Regions from separate parts of the Mus musculus genome. Here region 2 is linked to region 1. A link is a contact called in public HiChIP or PLAC-seq data. All regions are on one chromosome and are shown on one strand. Each heading gives the region's core, a stretch centred on a gene start, on an enhancer-like site or on the middle of the called end of the contact. The rest is flanking DNA. Distances are from core to core; before and after follow the strand shown. Region 1 overlaps Lrch3 (leucine-rich repeats and calponin homology (CH) domain containing 3). Region 2 holds the start of Rubcn (RUN domain and cysteine-rich domain containing, Beclin 1-interacting protein).

Region 1 (3,704 bases), core at 657-3,156:
GCATGTGAATGAACTCACTGAGCTGTGCCACCTTCTGTGGGGCTCCAGCCAGTGCCTGCTGGAGAGGACTCCACTTTTGAGCTGTCACTTAAAGCTCAGGTTCCCCTTCCTCACCCATCAGTGTCCAGTCCTGCGCACTTTCCCAGCCTCCAGCACACCCATTCTATCACCATCTCCGCCGCAGACCACCCTGGCCCTCACATGGATGTCAGGGCTTCTCATGGGGTTGAGACAGTTGCTATGCAGTGCAAGCTGTTCTGGAACTTACTGCATAGGCCAGGCTATCTTCAAACCATGGTCCTCCTGCCTCAGCCTCCTGAGAGCTAGCTAGGGTTATAGAAATGTGTTACCACAGCCACTAGGCTTCAGCTTTAACCACCTCACTTCCTACTCAGCTTTCCAGAATATCTGTGCATAAGACTGGGTAACAAATCTGAAAGAGGATACATGGCAAAAGGTGCTTTTAAAAGAAACAGTGTAGAATTCCCAGGTGGTAGGACTATGTAGGGTTTTTGCTCTTTGACATTTCTCTATTTTACCTAATAAATTGAATTCCAATTTAGATATTCCCCTTAATTTAATTTATTTTTCAAAATCAGGATTTTTAACACATGAACAGAACACTTACCTCATTCCCTGACCATCTCTTATCACCACTATCCACACTATTGAAGCCTGAATCCAGGGCTCCGTAAGGACGGCCTGAGTACAGTTCTTCATGGCTGTCCAAAATAAGTGTTACATGTTACTATGAGGTTTTATATTTTTCAAAGTAGCATTTGAAATTAACCAGTTATAATTTTATTAACCAACACGCTCATGACACTTGGCCACATAAATATTTGAGCTAAGTGAGCATTCTCTGAACTTTTAAAGAAGAAAATCCCAAATAGGAACAAAGTAAACAGAATAGTACGAGGCCCCAAACTCAGTATCCAGTTTGAAAAGTACCACTGCTCAACTTTGTTTTCACTGCACTCAGTTTTAATGCCATCTTACCAAGCAGTGGATTTCTCCTAACAGCCTCTCATACTTGGTGCCAGCACACTTTGTCGCCATGGGTTCATCTCCCTCCCTCCCTCCCTTCTAGCTGTTTTCTTTCTCCCTTTCTGCTTTTCAGCACAGGTCTTCCACTGCCCTCTCTTTCCATTTCCTTAAGATCTCTTCCTCCACTCTCATGATCCTCTTTCACACACAATGATGCTAGCTTTCACACACATGCAAATGCAGGTCGGTCCTCACACAAACATCATCCTTATCTGGCTTTGGCAGTAGTGAAATCCTGACTTCCCCGGGTAAGTTTGGCAGTGTTCTTTCTCTGCCAATGGACAGCACTGGTGCTAGCTACTCTTTAAATTTTGTGCTGTTTTGAGATAGGGTTCACTATCTCACCTTGGATGTCCTGGAACTCATAATGTAGACAAAGATGAGCCAGAACTCACAAAGATCCATGTGCTGCTGCCCCTGAGTACTGGATTAAATTTGTGTGCCAACACACCTGGCTTGTTTTTATCTTTAATAATATTCTTCCAAATAAAATTTACATATATTTAAATATTAGGAGTATAATCTTAACAAAATACTGTATCTTTGTAATTCTATCACAACAGAAGACATTTCTATTTGCCAGAACTGTTCTCATACACTTCTATGTAGTTAATTCTGGTCACCTTGTTATTGTTGTTAGGGTAAACGACTGCTCTGAGGTGTTTAGGTCTTAAATGGGTACGGAAACTTGAGTAACAGTTACTAAGGAACATATAACCATCAAAGAATCTCAGATCTTTTACTAAGCATCAGCAGTGCAAGATGCCACATCCTGACTCATGGAAGACCCTGAGACAGGCCAAACCGACTGTCAGAAGCAGTCAGCTGTCTGCTGGGTCTTGTGGTAGAAAAGAGAACTGGCTTAGCTGGGGGCAGGGAGTGCGGGGAAATGGAATTGTCGTGCATGCTGGCTGTGCCAGTGGCTAATGAGTAGCTAGTTCCCCAAACTCACAGAACTACCCACTCCACCTGGTAGAGGTTACTGTTTGTCTGAAAGCTCTGCTCCTGCACTTCTGTAAACAGTGCCTGAGCACCCTGGCTGCTCTACAGCCTCACTTTTGCTATGTCACTTTTCTTCAACTGTGGCTCTGTATGGATATCTAGTCTTAATTTGCATTCCTGTGATCAATAACAATATTGAGTACTTTGTTGTGTATGTACTGACCATATAAATCTCTTTCTGAAGAGTCCTTTCAAGCTCATTTCTCATTGGGTTTTTTTATTACTAAGTTGCAGGTATTAGTTGTACATCTGGATGCAGGTTGCTTTACAAATAGTTTCCCAGGCCATGGCTGCTAACATTTTCTTCTGATGGATAGCTTCTCCCAGGTTTGATGAAGTCTAACTTATTCTTTCTTTTATAGCTGCCATTGTCTCTGTGATCCGCAGTGTGTGTGTGTGTTCCTCAATCACTCCCCACTTTATTTTCCAGCACTGTCTTGCATTGCACCTGGAGCTCAGAGTTGGCTAGACTGGCTGGCCAGTAAGTTCTAGGAATCTGCCCGTCTCTGCCTCCCCAGTGCAAGGATTACAGATGTGAATCGCCATGCCCAGGCTTTTAGGTGGGTGCTGGGGATCTAAACTCAAGTCCTTAAGCTTTCAATTGAGCGGTCTCCCAGCCCCAGAGGTACACTTTCAGGAGTTTTATACCTTTACTTATTGTTTCTTTTTAAACATACTTTTAAAGTTGAGCTTAATTAGAAATCTAAAAAAATAGCAAATCAAATTAAAAAAATTAGTGCATCAGTATTTTACCTAATAAAATCTTCCTAGGTAGAAAAGCAACTTTAAATTGTAAATTTAAAATAAATGGTGTTTTTTTTTTTTTTTTTTGTGGTAGTTGTTTTTTTAAAACAGGGTTTTATTCTGTCCAAATTGGCCTCGAATTTTTGATCCTCCTGTTTCCATCTCTCAAGTGCTAAGGTTACAGGCATGTCCAGCTAACATCTTCTGTATAACTATCTTCTGATAGTGACTTTGATACTCCATATTACTTTGGTTCATGAACATAATTTTTATGAGTTATAAAGTCATGTCACAGTGTAACAGAACATAAAAGGACAACTGGACACTATCACTTAACCTCTGTAAAACAGTCGGGACCTTTCTGTTCACTTGTTAAACATAACAGACCTGCATGTGAAGGCAAGGCAGCTTTCAAGGCTTGCCACTTTCTATACTGATACAGGGGAGTTCAGGTGGGCAGTACTCAGTTCCCTATTAGACAGCTGTCCCTGCACTATGTCTAATAAACCTTTTTTCTTTTCTTCCTTTTTTTGAGACAGAGTTTCTCTGTGTAGTACTGGCTGTCCTGGGACTCTCTCTGTAGACCAGGCTAGCCTAGAACTCAGATCTGCCTGCCTCTGCCTTCTGAGCACTGGGATTAATGTTGTGTGATAATACCACCAGCTTAAATTTATTTCCTTAACGACAAATGAAAGGTACTACTTTATAGACAATAATATAAAGATCTATCTGTCCAAAGTGTGAAAAGATATACATGAAAAACAGATTTATCTTTTGGCATTTTTTTTCCTACCTGCCCCCACAGAGATCATTTAACTTAAAAGCAGAAACAAAACAAAAAGTAAAAAAACTTCTCAGCATAATTATAAATTTACTTTTCTAAAGAAAAATTTCTCTAACTTTATATTTAA
Region 2 (3,537 bases), core at 485-2,984, 100 kb after region 1:
TTAGGCCTGGGCTTGCAAATTAGCAACCACAGGGCCACCTTCAGCCTAGAGTCAAGCTTTCCTTGGTCTGAACAATAGTCTGGCAGAATTTAGAAGTGTAGTTAATTATACCTTTAGGGGCAGATTCTAGCTTTTTTTGGGAAACAAAGCAATACTGTATTAGCTGGCAACCAAAAGTCCCAGTGTTCATTTGACAACACTCAGTTACAGCTAAGGTGAGACTCCCTTCTTGGAAAAAGACTGAAACAGTCCAGCTCAGAATTTCTGCCATTCTCTCCTTTCTTTCTTTTCTTTTCTTTTTTCAAATAAAGATTTAATGTATGAGTACACTGTTGCTGTCTTCAAACACACCAGAAAAGGGCATCTGATCCCATTACAGATGGTTGTGAGCCACCCATGTGGTTGCTGGGAATTGAACTCAGGACTTTCAGAAGAGCAGTCAGTGCTCTTAACCACTGAGCCATCTCTCCAGCCCCATTCTCTCTTGTTTCTTGCAGCTGATTTGTCTTACTCTTGACTATCATGCACAGACTAGTCTAGGGATCACCAGTCTATCTACTTCGCTCTTACCTCTAATGAGATACCTACTCTATCTCCTTTCCACATTGTAAACTTAGCTTTGTAAGCACATTTGCCATACCCTCTCATTTGATAAAACTCACTGTTCTATGGCTGATTCCAACTCCTTAACATGTCATTTCATAACCTGGTCTTGCTTGCATGAGAATGCCCACATCATTGTGTCCCACTCCTTTGCTTTAAAAAAACTTTATATATGTGTATATATACTGGGTGTGTATACACATTTAGTGCATGCATGCATGTACATTCATGGGGAGAGAATAACTCTCAGGAGTTGGTTCTCTCCTTCCACCATGGAGGTCTGGGGTTTGACCTCTGGTGGTTAGTTTCGGTAGCAAGCTTCTTTACTTACTGAACCATCTTGCCCTTTCTCAGTTTTGATTACTAAGAAGCAACGATTTTCAAAACTGCTATTTTCTTAATACCTGTGAGAGCTGTTTTGTCCATCTTCCTGCCTCTCCTCCCCTCCTTGTTAAACTCTTATCCTAGAAACTGCTCTGCATGGCTTTGGTGGTGTATGCTTATAATCTCAGCATTCTGGAGGCTGAGGGTCTTGACTTTGAGCCCAACCTGTGCTACAGTACCAAAACAGGGTGGAGAATTGACTCAAGGGTTAACTATCTGTTCTTGTAGAGGGTCCCTGTTCCGGTGCCTTCACGGGCACCTTACAAGCATGTGATGCACATACACTCAGGCACACGCATATACATTTAAGAATATTTAGAAAAAGAAAACAGTAACCTGTACCCCGACATCACTCCTGCAAGAGACCTTCCCTCAAAGTCTTCCTAGCCTTTCTACTGCCCTTTTCTGGTTCAGTTTGTGATCTCTTGGTGTAAATGCTTGGAGTCTTCCAACACCAAGAAGTATTAAATCAGGAATGGACTGAAGTGAAGTTAATCGAGTTAGGATTATATCAGTTTTATTGTCTATTTTAACCTCCGACAGAGTCTGATTTCCTGAGTAAAGTGTGACAGGAGTTCGCCCTCGAATTCCTGACTGTCGTTAGTTACATGGAGCTTTTAATCAAGGTTCCCTGCCCAGGGAAACTCGCCTAGCACATCACGTGTACCCAGGTTAGGGGAGCCTGGGATTGGATGGGGCAGTGCATGCCGGGAGAAGGATGGCCTTCGAAGGGCTTTTTGGGAATTGTAGTTCTTGGAGCCGGAAGTGGGGGTGGCAGGGGTAGAGCGGCAGCTGAGGCAGCAGTCCTTGACTCTGTCGCTGTCAGGGTGTAGTGCATGGTTCTAAGCTCACCAGCCATGGTGCCTCCCCTCTCTTGAGGGTGCTCCGGGTACCCTGGCGGTCGAAGCGGCCTGGAGCCTCTCTCTGGCCCCGAGACGGCCTTATAGTCCGGATGCGTCCGGAGGGCGCGGGAATGGATCTTGGCGGCGGCGATGGGGAGCGTCTGCTAGAGAAGAGCAGGTGGGCTGGGAGCGGCTGGCAGTCGGGGCTGCTTGCGTGCGCGGGAGCACAGGGAGACTTGGCTGGCATGACACGCAGTGCGGGGCGCGGCATCCTGTAGAGCTACTGTTCAAGTGACTTGTTTGGGAAGAATTTCCAAGAGGAGGGACTGGTGGGGCGTGTATAAGGACAAGGGAGGAGATGAATTTAGGGACGGTGAGCAACTGTGGGTATGATTCTTTGAGGGCCAGGGAAGACAGTGAAGAAACTAAGATACAAGACTGCCAGAGGAGAGGTGGACATTGAGAGTCTGGGAGAAAGGACTGAGGTGCTGTAGTGAGATTTTTATAGGCCAAAGTCTATAGATAAGAGCAGAAACAAGATTGGTGCCCTGCGTTAAAACTTGTGATAACCCAGACCGATTTTAAAAGGGTGCTAAGATATTCTGGGAGCTACGGTTTTAGATTACAATGGCTCAGCAAGGTTAGGAAGAGATGAATGTGGGTGAGGAGGAGAGGTAGGCCCGTGGGTTAAAAGAAACTGATTGCACTGGGTGTGGGCTCGCTGAAGGGACAGAAATCATGTGCATGTCCTTTGTCAGTGAGATGCTGCTGCCCTGAGAGGACCTCTGTTTCTTTTTTCTTCAGCCCCTTTGCTGCTTCTCCACAATGCAAACTAAATAAGCTCAAGTTTTTGTGGAATTATTGTCAGAAAACCTTAGCTTCTAGAAATAGGGGGATTATTTTCTTTTTAAATTTAAACAACTACACTTATGTGTGTGTGTGTGTGTGTGTGTCCTACTTAGGATTGCTTCATTAACAACTGGTCTTAGGTTGGGAGTGTAATTCAGGGTAGAGTGCTTGCCTAGCATGCAGGCAGCCCTGGGCTCCATCCTCAGCACCACAAGAACAACAGAAGCAGGGTCTCAACATCTTAAGAGGATGCAGGAGCAGAGGCACAGTAGAAATATGGCGTGAGGGAGTTTTTCTTGACACTTAAAATAGGTTTAGTACAATGATGGTCTCCAGAGCAGGTGAAGTCCCACGACTAGAAGCAAAATAATTTACCTTAAAATATTCCTAGGGGAGAGCTGAAAAGTGTCTGGGTGAAAATATTTCTGCTATGATATAGCCTGTGGCCTACTGAATTAGTAGAGCTTGGCGTTCTTGACCGAGGTCTATGAATGGTGCATACTAAATGAAACTAGATGTCTTACTTCTCCTTTCAACATTTTAGTTTCTGCTTTTTTATACTTGGCTATTTATTTTTCTCCAGATGTCTGTGAAGCGTTTTATGTAAATGGTACCCTGCAGCTGGTAAGCAAGCTTTAGGGCTATTTGGATTTTCCTGTACTGTTTCATGTGGAGCGGACTGGGTCAGATATTTAAGTTTGCTTGGTTTGTTTTTTCTCATTTAACTGGACCTGCATTAGTTAGTTAATTATCCATTACTTCTTTATTATACACCAGATGCTGTCTTGACAGCATTGTGAAGGTTAACTTATTGAACATCTTAACAGTTGTGTGAGGTAGCTACTATACCTATGACCAC

What was found. HiChIP or PLAC-seq counts read pairs in DNA pulled down with a chosen protein or histone mark.
Region 2: a contact with region 1 is called in an H3K4me3 HiChIP or PLAC-seq map of bone marrow-derived macrophages, with 3 times the contacts expected there. The contact joins the promoter of Rubcn here to the enhancer-like site in region 1. A contact is called at or near these places in 8 of 39 promoter capture datasets (the 3T3-L1 cell line, the C10 cell line, epiblast stem cells and 5 more), 1 of 15 datasets of contacts at CTCF or cohesin (CD8 T cells), 3 of 115 datasets of contacts at active chromatin or transcription factors (bone marrow-derived macrophages and embryonic stem cells) and 3 of 9 other capture datasets (adipose tissue, liver and pancreatic islet).

Annotation. Positions count from the first base shown.
Region 1 is chr16:32,970,898-32,974,601 of GRCm38.p6, reverse strand. It overlaps Lrch3 (leucine-rich repeats and calponin homology (CH) domain containing 3), which reads right to left. Exons shown (of 21, transcript NM_001081255.1): 7 at 629-722. Among named protein-coding and RNA genes, the nearest start is that of Lrch3, 59 kb to the right of the region's middle. Within about 2 kb of position 1,906, at least 44 of the 459 cell types and tissues checked have an H3K27ac peak or open chromatin away from gene starts, as enhancers often do. A contact at or near this core is called in CD8 T cells and bone marrow-derived macrophages, where this site is marked.
Region 2 is chr16:32,866,563-32,870,099 of GRCm38.p6, reverse strand. It overlaps Rubcn (RUN domain and cysteine-rich domain containing, Beclin 1-interacting protein), which reads left to right and starts at 1,734. Exons shown (of 19, transcript NM_172615.4): 1 at 1,734-2,007. The coding sequence starts at 1,940.